Regions from separate parts of the Mus musculus genome. Here region 1 is linked to region 2. Evidence: chromatin contacts called from public HiChIP or PLAC-seq data. All regions are on one chromosome and are shown on one strand. The core of a region is the stretch at or near the end of the contact, and the rest is flanking DNA. Distances in the headings are between cores, read along the strand shown.

Region 1 (5,382 bases), core at 1,500-3,999, 810 kb before region 2:
CCCCAGTAGCATTATAAAGGACACGATGAATGGCCTTTTCGGGGGACGGGATTTCGATACCGGGTTTAAATTCTGGACACGGCTTATGGCAACTGGAGGAGTCCAGGGCTAGTATATGCACGCGGAAGAAAAAGCCGTCGGGAGTGATGTACAGGCGGCTCATCTTGTACAGCCCGTCGGGGTCCACCAGAAGAGTCACCAGGCGCATGCCCGCGCCCAACACGTCCACGTCGTGCACGATTCCATTCACCGCTGCTTTGGAAAAACAGGGTTTGGAGGAAAAAGCATTACAACTAGCTCCGGGACGGGGACGGGCGCGCGGGTTCCCGGGAGGGTGCAGCGCGCTCACCGAATTCGCTGGCGCAATAGGCCTCCCACTCGTCCGCGTCCGCGCTGCAGGCGCGCGCGCAGGACTGAGTCTCTGGCTCCCTGTCCTCCGGCGACAGCGCCTGCGGGGTCCCAGAGGGCTGCGCTGCTGCGCGCGGCCGGTTCGGGTGGGCGGGGCTGGCGGCGCGCGCGCCCGGAGGTCGCACGGCCCGAGAGAGCGCGCGCCGCGGAGAGTCCTCGGGCGGGGACGCGCGGTTCTCCGCCTGCGCGAGGCGCGGGCCCGGAAGCGCCGCGGGCGCGTGCACTGCATCCCGGAAGCCGGCGCGGTTGTCGGCGGGCGGCGCGGTCTTCCGGCGCCGGGGGTCGGGCCAGGCGCGCGGTCCTGCGTAGGCGGCACGCGGGCGGCGCGAGAACTCGGGCAGCGGCTGCGCGCGTGGCCCTGGAGTCTCCCGGGAGTCGGGCTTTCGGTGCGGCGGCGGGGCTGCGGGAGAAAGCGAGGCGTGAGCCCAGGGGAGGCGCGAGGGGAGCAGAGGGGCGTCGGAGCGAGCACCTGCTGTAGCTCTACACGAAAGGACCATTGCCTGTAGCACCAGGCTTCGGCAGGAGGCTGGCTGCGAGTTCGAGGAAGCCTAGACTACGGAGTCAAACTATCCTAAGAATAAACAAGTAAATCCAACATTAGTACTAAGAGGACATTATATTGTTAAGAAACTTTAACTATAGCTTTTCAAAGTACGGTCTTCTATTTATTCTAGAGCCAAACAGTTCAGGTGGCATTGGTTAAACACCTATACCCTACGCGCGCGCGCGCACACACACACACACACACAGAGAGAGAGAGAGAGAGAGGGAGAGAGAGAGAGAGAGAGAGAGAGAGAGAGAGAGAGAGAGAGAGAGAGAGAGAGAGAGAGAGAGAGTTTGTTGAGAAAGTACCAATAGCAAGTCCCGAGGGGAAACGTCTCGAGTTACAGGTTTCTCCTAATTGTTTAAGCGCCCCTGACGACAGAACTATTTGGTTTTCCCATCCGTGTTTACACTGTCATCTCGGCAAGGCAGCATCAAGAATTTGTGAGTGGATTTTTTTATCTGGCTTCTTGGACACCACTTAGTAGTAAACAACAGCTTAGAAGGGGTTTTTAAAGCTTGGCTGGGAGGCAGAGGCCCCTGAGTAATTATAAAAGCATTACCCCTCCCCATTAGGAAATCTCCCGAATATCAATACACCTTTTTAAATTTTATTAATGATTTTCTTCAGCTCTGCATACAGGTTGGAGCACAGCTTCAAGTCTGGGCAACTTTGCATGTCCAGGGATGCAATCTCACCACCTCCCAGTGCTCCTTCAGCCAAGCACAGCCCCACAACCTACTTTCCCTCGTTTGCATTAAAGAGCTTGTTGTGCCCCTTGCAGCCTTGACAGCACTTCCTTTATAATGATGCATCTTGCCAAATGAATAATCTTAAAAAATCAGCTTTCTCCCAGCAGGAATGGTTAGTTACACAGTTTGTGTTTTTGCAAAGCCATTGGATCTGACTCCCTCCCTATGTTAAACCTGCACACCATGCATAGCCGATAGATAAAGTTCTGGTGGCTATCCAACTCCTGTCAACTGTTGACCTCAGCTGCTTCCCCTCTAGACCACCATCTGTTGTCATGGAAAAGATGGTCTAATGTGGAGTTAAATGCCAATGAAGTCGTTCAATTTCCGTGTGGAACAACAACAATAAAATGACCTAAAATAAATTGCCCAGTTAGGTGTGGAAGCTATTATTCCCAGAGACAGTAAGATGAGCAAAATATCCTAACAATAGCAAAACAAAAACACCACCTGGCCAAGACTGCCTGATTTGTGTGTGTGTGTGTGTGTGTGTGTGTGTGAGAGAGAGAGAGAGAGAGAGAGAGAGAGAGAGTGTTATCAAGGTTCAGGTATACCAGAGGCTATACCAGAGCTGCGAGAGAGGAGTAGAATGCCCAGAGTTGTCGCACCATTGCTGGCCTGTGTCACCATCCCAAGCCTGGGAGCCTGTCCACAGCGCGCCGCGACCCCTTTTGACACTTTCCCTCCTCCGGATGCAGCTATTTAACATGCAAAGTTTTCTCCAGCTTGCCTGGCTCGCACGAGATCATTTCAGCAGCTGAACCCGTCTTTCCTTCTGAAAAGGCTGCCAAGGGACATGAAATATTGGGAGACCCTTGTCGCTGCTTTCTGGCACGCACGCAGACCCGGAGTCGCCTGTCCCGCAGGCTCTGACCCTTGGCTCGTCCCGCCCTGCGTCTCGCCCCTTTCCCAATCCCTGGGGCGCTGCATTTTAGCGACCTCACCTTTTCTCTCCGCCACCGGGGCTTCGGGGGACCATCCGACGATCAAACAGAGAAGCCAGAGGGCTCGAGCTGTCATTTTTGTAGACAGGGTTCCCCAGGCTGGAAAACGCAGCGAGGGCTTTGGCTCGCTTCCTCTCCCCCCACACACACCCCCACCCCCGTTCATGCTAATGAGGGGCAGCCTTTGGGGAAACGAGCATAGCTGGCTGCACAGACCATTGAAACAAAACGGAGCGGCGGGGATCTCTCCCTCTTTCCGAGGGGGGTCGGATGTGTGGTCCGGACTGGGCTCTGTGGGCCAGGAGAACAGCACGGCCTTGAGCTCTTGCTCCGGGTGGGTGGTGTGCTTGGGGTGAGGTGACAGGCTAGGGGAGAGTGAGGGTTTTGAGGGGGCTGAAGGAACGCGAGTGATGAAATCAACAACAAATAAATTAGCGCTTAGAATAGCTTGAGCTTGTTGAGGGGAGGGGACTCCGGATGACAAAAAAACGCATTCCAGGACCTGTGAGGCAATTGCCTGACAAACCAAGTTTGGCAAAGCTGTTTGACTGTATATGCAATCTTGATATTCTAGAGTCAGAAACGGGCCGGGGGGTCGGGGGGGGGGGTGTGAGCAAATTTTTTTTTTCTTGACAGCCCTCTCCTCTGCCCCCTTCCCATTCTCCTTCCCTCTTTTCTCCCTCCACCCATCCATTGATAACTAGTATTCAGTTGGCCACATTCACCAAGTGTATACTGAATGCCTAAAGATTGGCAAACCACCTTTCCAATGCTGGGGGCATCTCACTGCTTGGGAACAGGCAGTTTTTATTGTGTCTAAGAAAAGCAAACTCCTTTGCTGCTTATGTTCAGCTTCCTGACACAGCATCACAGCTCGATCGGTCCTGAGGGAAAGGCTTTTCCACTCAGATGAAATAAAACCGTCATTTGTCAAGGGGTGGGGGTGGGGAGATTAGGGTATCATTTCTCCAGAACAGGTCTGAAGCCTCGGGACTAATTCTCGGTCCACAGCTTCAAACCCAAACAGATGCACGAAGGCGCGAATGGCTTGGTGTGAGGTACACAGAGTTGCTGAGGAAGCCTCAGGGTTCTGCGTCACTGATCCAGGGGCCTGACGCTAGAGTGCTGGTGGACTGAGTAGAGTCTTGGGGGTCTCAGAAACTACAGAGTGGGAACACTCAGGCAGACAGAGGCAGGTCTCCATCTTCTGAAGAGACTAGGAGGCAGACTAGGTACACAGACCCATCAGTTTGTTCTCTGAGGTAGGAGTTATGGCTCAACTGGCTCAACTTCAGCTGCCCGAAGAATAACATGAGGGATGTAACTCAGTCAGTAAAATGCCTGCCTTAGAGGCAGGAAGTGCCGGATTGGATTGCTTGCACTTCATACATGAGGAGTGGTGGAGCCTATAACCCCAACCCGCTGAGGCAGAGTGAGGAAGATGGGTTTAAGGACATCCTCAGCCGCACAGAGATCTATCTCAGGCCAGCCTGGGACACAGGGGGCCTTGTCTCAAAAGTATTCACAGTATATAGTCACAGCTGGTGTCTCCAAAGAAGCAAGGGCTGTTTTTAAAAAAAACAAAAACAAAAACAAACCCAGAGCTGGAGAACTGGCTCGTGGGCTAAGAGCAGTGACTGCTTCTGCAGGACTACATTCAGTTCCCAGATGGCCACGAAACAACCTTGCTCCATTTCCAGGGGCCCCGATGCGTCTGACCATCTCAGGCTCCCGCTCACAGGCACTGCACTCCCATACAGGCAGGCACACACACACACTTCCATGTAAACTTAAATGAATATTTTTAAACAACAATATCAACCGACCAGACCCCCCCCCCTCAGAACTCCCATGGACTAAGCCATCAACACAGAAGTACACATGGCTCCAGCTGCATATGTAGCAGAGAATGGCCCTGTCATGCATCATTGGGAGGAGAGGTCCTTGGTCCTATGAAGGTTCGATAGATACCCGAGTGTAGGGGAATCGAGGGTGGAGAGGTGGGAGTGAGTGTGTGGGTGGGTGAAGGAACGCCTCATAGAAGCAGGGGGAGGGAAGATGAGATGGGGGTTTCTGGGAGGGAGGGAAACCAGGAAAGGGGATAACATCTGAAATGTAAGTAAAGAAAATATCCAATAAGAAAAGAAAAGAAGAGGGCTGGTGAGATGGCTCAGTGGGTAAGAGCACCCGACTGCTCTTCCGAAGGTCTGAAGTTCAAATCCCAGCAACCACATGGTGGCTCACAACCATCTGTAACAAGATCTGACGCCCTCTTCTGGAGTGTCTGAAGAAAGCTACAGTGTACTTACATATAATAAATAAATAAATCTAAAAAAAAAAAAAAAAAAAAAAAAGAAAAGAAAAGAAGAAAAGCAAAGGAAAAAAAATAGCCTCTCCAGCCACACCAGCCTCTGTACATAATTCAATGGTTCCCAACTTGGGACGTAGCCCAGGAAACACGGTTAGCTTCATATTCTGGACGTCCAGATTCTAGATGGGAGCTGAGACGATTCTCTCACATGATTTTCCCCCCACATCAAGTGGATTTAGGCTTAAGCTTTCTCAGTGACAACCACATCTTAGATGTGCCTTTGCAATACTACGTTCAAAGCATCCTAATCCAGTGCCAGGGGTGTTTCTGGAAGCCCACGATGTAAGAAAGGTTGTGAATGCCCACAACTTACACCCGGAAATATAGAGGCAAAGAGAGTATCAGGCTGTCTCCAGGGTTCCT
Region 2 (5,661 bases), core at 1,903-4,402:
AGAGAGCTACAATGACAGTTGGTTAATATCTACTCTACTTAATAATCTGCTTAGTAAGAACATCTTAAACACTGTTGAGCCAGTTAGTTTTTTAATGGCTTAATAGGAAATTAAAACAGAATAAAAAATAGCTATATTCAAATTATAATTTTGTCACTTTCTTTAATGTAATGCAAAGCTGTCAAATACCCAAGACTTTCTTTTTTTTTTTTTTTTTTTTTCATTTTTTTTTTTATTAGGTATTTAGCTCATTTACCAAGACTTTCATCACATTCCAAATCTAATAAAATGTGAGTGAGGGGAGTGGTGAGAGTTGTCTGAAAAGCACCCCTTTCCTATCAGTTTTAACAAAGCCAAGGACAACTTGGAACTTTGAAACAGACTACATTATATTATCACAATCTACATTACAGTGAATGGAACTGAATTACAATGTAAGTCAGATTTAGCACTCCTCTGCTCAGACAGCCCCATTTCATGCAGAATGAGGACAAAATCTTCAAAACCGTCTACAAGGCCCTAGTTGCTTTGTTTTCCTTTCTTCCTTTACGGTCTCATCCTTCATCTCATCTTCATCCTCATCTTCTCATTCCTTCATTTGCTAAGTGCTACAAACACACTGCTCCTCTAACAGGCCCAGCTTTGTCCCCTTCAAGGCCTTCATGATTGCTGTCCACCTGCTCAGAACATTCCTTTCTCCAGATACCTCCGTGGTTAGATGCTCTCACCATTTTCTAGCTTGCCTAAATATCTGTTAGATACCAGAAAGGGCTTTCCCTGACTACTCTATTGCAGCTTCTCCCAAGCCTCCTTTGCTGGTACAGACTACTCTTTAACATAAAGCATAACACACATCTCTCCTTCTTCTTTAGAAAGTTTCATAAATGGACTGGTAAAATGGTTCTACAGATTAATCGCCTGACCAGAATTCCATCCTGAGGACCTACATAGTGGAAGGAGAAAACCAACTCCCAGAGGTTGGCCTCTAACCTCTACAGGAGGGCATGATAAACATACATAAAGAAATAACGTGCCGGGCAGTGGTGGCGCATGCCTTTAATCCCAGCACTTGGGAGGCAGAGGCAGGCAGATTTCTGAGTTCCAGGCCAGCCTGGTCTACAGAGTGAGTTCCAGAACAACAAGAGCTATACAGAAAAGCCCTGTCTTGAAAAAACAAAAACAAAGACAAACAAAATAATACGTCCAAAAAATGTATATAAAGAGTCTCATGAGTGCAGTGGTCATAGATTTAACACTTAAGCAATTCAAGAGAGAACAGGCACAGAGGCAAGGCAATAACAATTTTATTTTTAAATGAATCACTGCAATTCTCCTTCTAGGTAAAGTAAAATAACATTTTCGCCCTGGAAGAATAAATTTTTATATCAGACTTACTGTTCACTTCCCACCTGTCAGAACAGGATTGGACTCTACAAAGTTTAAACGAATTAAGACATAACCTACCACCCACGACGGGTGGTGATGCACGCCTTTAATCCCAGCACTTGGGAGGCAGAGGCAGGTGGATCTCTGAGTTCGAGGCCAGCCTGGTCTATAGAGTGAATTCCAGGACAGCCAGGGCTACAGAGAAACCCTGTCTCGAAGGAAGAAAAAAAAGAAAAAGAAAAAGACATAATATCTACTCTACTTAATAATTGTTCAGCTTAATAGCTGTTCAGGTATGTGTAGGAGACAATACAGAAATAACACTTGCAAATAGTAACAACAACAACAACACAGTAGGAAAGCCACAAAACCACAGCCTAAAGGGGTAGGGGTGAAAAGGGAAAAAGCTAAGATGACAGAAAAGTTTATATATGCTTCCAAACTTGACTAGTATAATTTTTTCCTTACGATTCTGATACAGGTTTTCAACCCATATATATTATTCAAATCAGGTAGGCTCAAGTAGGCCGCAAAAAGTTTGTAACTATGGTGATGATGTTAATCATGATCTACTCAAGGTTTCACAAAGATCAATGACTATCACAGCCTTCTAATCTGTCAACCTCCGCTACCGAGACCCTCCCCGCCTCCATTTGTGGGTCCGCAATCCCCAACAGCTACCTACAAGGATCAATACTCCTCCACTGGCTCTCACAGCTTCGGAGCCCAGCACCCTGAAAAATCCCTTCCTGGAGCCCATCAAGCACCGCCTCCGGAAAGCCGCCAAGTGGGCCTCGTTAAGACGTGCAAGGAGCAGAGCCGTGGGAAGGCAACGTAGCTCCAGAGGGCCACCTCGGGGCTCCAGATCGCGTACCCATCCCTGCCCGGACCCCCGCAGCCACCCGGGTCCCCAGGCTCTGCCGATTCTTTGTTAAACGAGGCCGAGGTTCCTCCGCCCTCGCCAGGCCCCAGTTACCTCTCGTGTCCCCCGGGCTAGCGGCACTGCGTCTGGCGAGCCCTTCACCCAAACCCGCTGCCGCGGCTGCAGACGCAGTTGCTACTCCAGTCGGCGCGAAAGAACCCCCGCGGCCCTGCGTACGCGCGGTGCGGGACCGCGTCCAGCCGCGCTCTTCCTCCGCCCCCTTCGCCGCCGCCTCACGGCCCGTTGCTGACTGGGGGTAGGGTGGGGGGAGCGTCTGACATGCGCGCTAAGTAGAGCGCGAGCCGAAGGGTGGGGCTGGGGCTACGGCTGCCGAAAGGCGCCAATTAATGCCGCTCTTCCGATTCCGGAACGCAACATAACTACGTCACACACCCCGGACGGGAATCTGGTCCTGGGTGAGGATTGTGTCTGGGTCGTGTAGTGAGGGAGTCTGCAATGAAGAGAGCCGCGGCGATGGGGAACCGCCCGAAAAACTCAAGGTAATAAGGTGTTGATTGGAAACTTCATTTACATAAGAATGTCCACCTTCCCTTAGCTCTTGTCCCTTGCCAAAAACCAAAGCAACACAAAAAACCCACGACTCGGGCAACATTTCCCTTCATGCCTCTGTCCACATGGCCCCATAGACTATGGCCACCTTTAGCTTCCGGAGCATCCGATCAAAGTGACGTCTACCCGACGGACGGAACCCTACGGGAGAAACGCAGCCTCCGCTAGTTAGAGCACTTGTAGCCCAGGGGACGCTGGGGGTTACGTAATTTTCCCAGCAGCCCTAGCTCGCCTTGCGCGGATGTCCTGAAGGCCGCGCCCCGCCCCCACCCCGCGCGCAGGCGCAAACTAGCTGTACGCATTCTACGTAACGGACGGCTGAAGCTACGTGAAGAGTAGGGTGCCGTGACTGAGCTACCTGTTCTGGGCTGTTCAGTGACATCGCGGCCCGCAGATTATCTTTGCGACCTGAAGACAGAAACCAGACAAAGGCAGGCTGGTTGGAGGTAGTGGCCTCAGGAGCCCCGGGCCCGGTTGCAGCCTCGGGTGCAGGTAGGTAGCGGGGCCATGACATTCCAGTCGGTGTGACCGTGCCAGGCCGAGCGGTGACTAAGTTGCATGGCCGCAGAGCCAGGTACTGTTTCCCTCCTAACCAACCCTTTAAGTCCGGCCGGTGGTGACATGCATCAATACCCTCAACTTATCTTTCCAGAATTAAAAGAAAAAAAAAAAGACTAAACCTCTGTCCATCCTTTTCTGCTCCATTTTATGTTGGGCTTTAGGAAGATTTGGGGGAAGGTTTCGAGTAGATCCCAACCAACAGGACAAAATCTGAGAAAATATCTGGTGTGTAGCCAGAAGAATAAAAGAGCATCGAACTAGGCTTCTCCGTGGTGGACCTAGGACTAGACACTAGAAGTTTCACGGAAGCAACCGCTTCTAGAGTCGACCTTACCCGAAGGTTTCTAACATGCAAGTTATTTGTAACCAACACTTTACTTTGTAAGGTGACAGTAATGTCTACATCATTTCTAGAAATTTCATCATTTTGACTGATGCCACAGAGGCCTGGGAGGACAAGCAATGATTGCTACATATACTCCTTTTTACTGAGAGAGCTTGCGGAAGATAATCAAGATGGGTGTGTTAATGTTGTGCCTGGCTTGGAGTCTAGTGTTTTCTGCTTCAGAAGTCCTAGAGGCTGGATGGCCTGGCAGAGAGCTGTGCATCTGAGAAATGGGTTGACAGGTCCAGCTGAGTCTTATCAGAAAGCCAGTGCACAAATGGCTTGGATAATTTTAACATAAATAACCTTGAGGGAGCCTGTATGAATTCCATTAGAAACACTTCTGTGTTGTGAACACTCCTGGTATAGACTGAAATGGCCAGACTGTCAAATTGACAGGGATATGTAGTTACTTCTGCTTGGACAGGGAGCCACTAAAGCAGACGCTCTTTGTTCTTTGAGGCAGTGCCTCTTACTCTTGCAGGCTGGCCTAATATCACTATGTAGGACAAGGCAGGGCAGGCCACTGGAACTACTATACCTGCCACCACCCCCACCCCCTTAAGTATAGGGTCTCGCTATGTAGTCCTGGCTAGCCTTGAATTTGGACATGTGCCTGCATTTGACTCCTGAGTACTGGGATACCTCACCCACCCTACCGGCCCCTTGGAGCTTTTGAGACAGGGGTCTCCTGAAGCCTGGACTCACTATGTAGAAGAAGATGGCCTTGGACTCTCGGCCTCAGTCTCCCAAGTGCTGGGATTACAGGAGTAAACCGCCACACCCAATCTTATATGGTCCTGCTATCAATTTAGACAGTCTCAACAGCTTGAGTTACATCCCCAGCCTCCCTTTGTAACATTTTAAAAATTACATTAATTTATTTATTTGGGTCAGGCATATATAAAGGGGGAGGTATTATATCGCTGTGCATGGAGAGGTCAGAAGACAACTTCTAGTTTAATCATCAGTCGTAATACACATACCCTATCAGTAATAAAACTCTTACACGCATCTATCCTTTAGGCTGAATTTCAATGCTTAAAAACAGATGTTTATTGTTTTTGTTTTGTTTTTTAGATAATTAAAGATATAGGACTGGTGTTTAGATTAGGGAGCAGAATTGAAAATGTAGCATAAATGCTTTTGTTGGTTGGAAATATTTTTGCATTGTACTCTGTGATTTCATACAAAATCAGTACCTTCAGTCTGAGCCCGTGGAGTAACGTGGTAGTTGGACTGATGCATCTTCTTTCTGTACTTAAGTGTTCACACTTGCGGTGATCTGAGCAAGTGTGTGTTCAGGAGAACGTGTCTGCAGGCCAAACACAGATCTACAGTTGGTCTGTAGGTAAATGGCTGTCTCTTTTAGTACTGATGGTGAAGCCAACCTTATGTATGTCACAAGAATGACAAGAGTTACACTGGCTTCTTTCCAGTCTGCGTGGTTTTTATTTATGGATTATTTTGTAACTATTTACATATCCATAATTGTATCTTATTCTCTATAGTCTTTAGTTCTTTTATAAAGGATTTTTAAGAATAATTTATTTATTTTTATTTTATGCACTTTGGTGTTTTGCCTGTATGCATGACTGTGTGAAGGTGTTGGATTCCCGAGAGCTGGAGTTGCAGACAGTAGTAAGCTGCCATGTTGGTGCTGGGAATTGAACCTGGGTCTTCTGGAAGAGCAACCAGTGCTCTTAACTGTTGACCCATCTCTCCAGACCCTAGAAAGGTTTTAATAGTCTCTCAAAAATACTTTTTTGGTTTTTTGAGACAGGGTTTTTCTGTATAGCCCTGGCTGTACTGGAACTCACTCTGTAGACCAGGCTGA

What was found. HiChIP or PLAC-seq counts read pairs in DNA pulled down with a chosen protein or histone mark.
Region 1: a contact with region 2 is called in an H3K27ac HiChIP or PLAC-seq map of stem cell-derived neural progenitor cells, with 5 times the contacts expected there. The contact joins the promoter of 1810010H24Rik here to the promoter of Ccdc47 in region 2. A contact is called at or near these places in 2 of 39 promoter capture datasets (neural stem cells and pre-B cells), 3 of 115 datasets of contacts at active chromatin or transcription factors (bone marrow-derived macrophages, embryonic limb bud and stem cell-derived neural progenitor cells) and 2 of 9 other capture datasets (adipose tissue and liver).

What each region holds. Positions count from the first base shown.
Region 1 is chr11:107,023,236-107,028,617 of GRCm38.p6, reverse strand. 1810010H24Rik (RIKEN cDNA 1810010H24 gene) reads right to left here and starts at 2,749. Exons shown (of 4, transcript NM_001372502.1): 1 at 2,649-2,749; 2 at 350-808; 3 at 61-252. The coding sequence starts at 2,724.
Region 2 is chr11:106,213,858-106,219,518 of GRCm38.p6, reverse strand. It overlaps Ccdc47 (coiled-coil domain containing 47), which reads left to right and starts at 3,152. Exons shown (of 13, transcript NM_026009.2): 1 at 3,152-3,370. Ddx42 (DEAD box helicase 42) reads right to left here and starts at 2,593. Exons shown (of 18, transcript NM_028074.4): 1 at 2,363-2,593.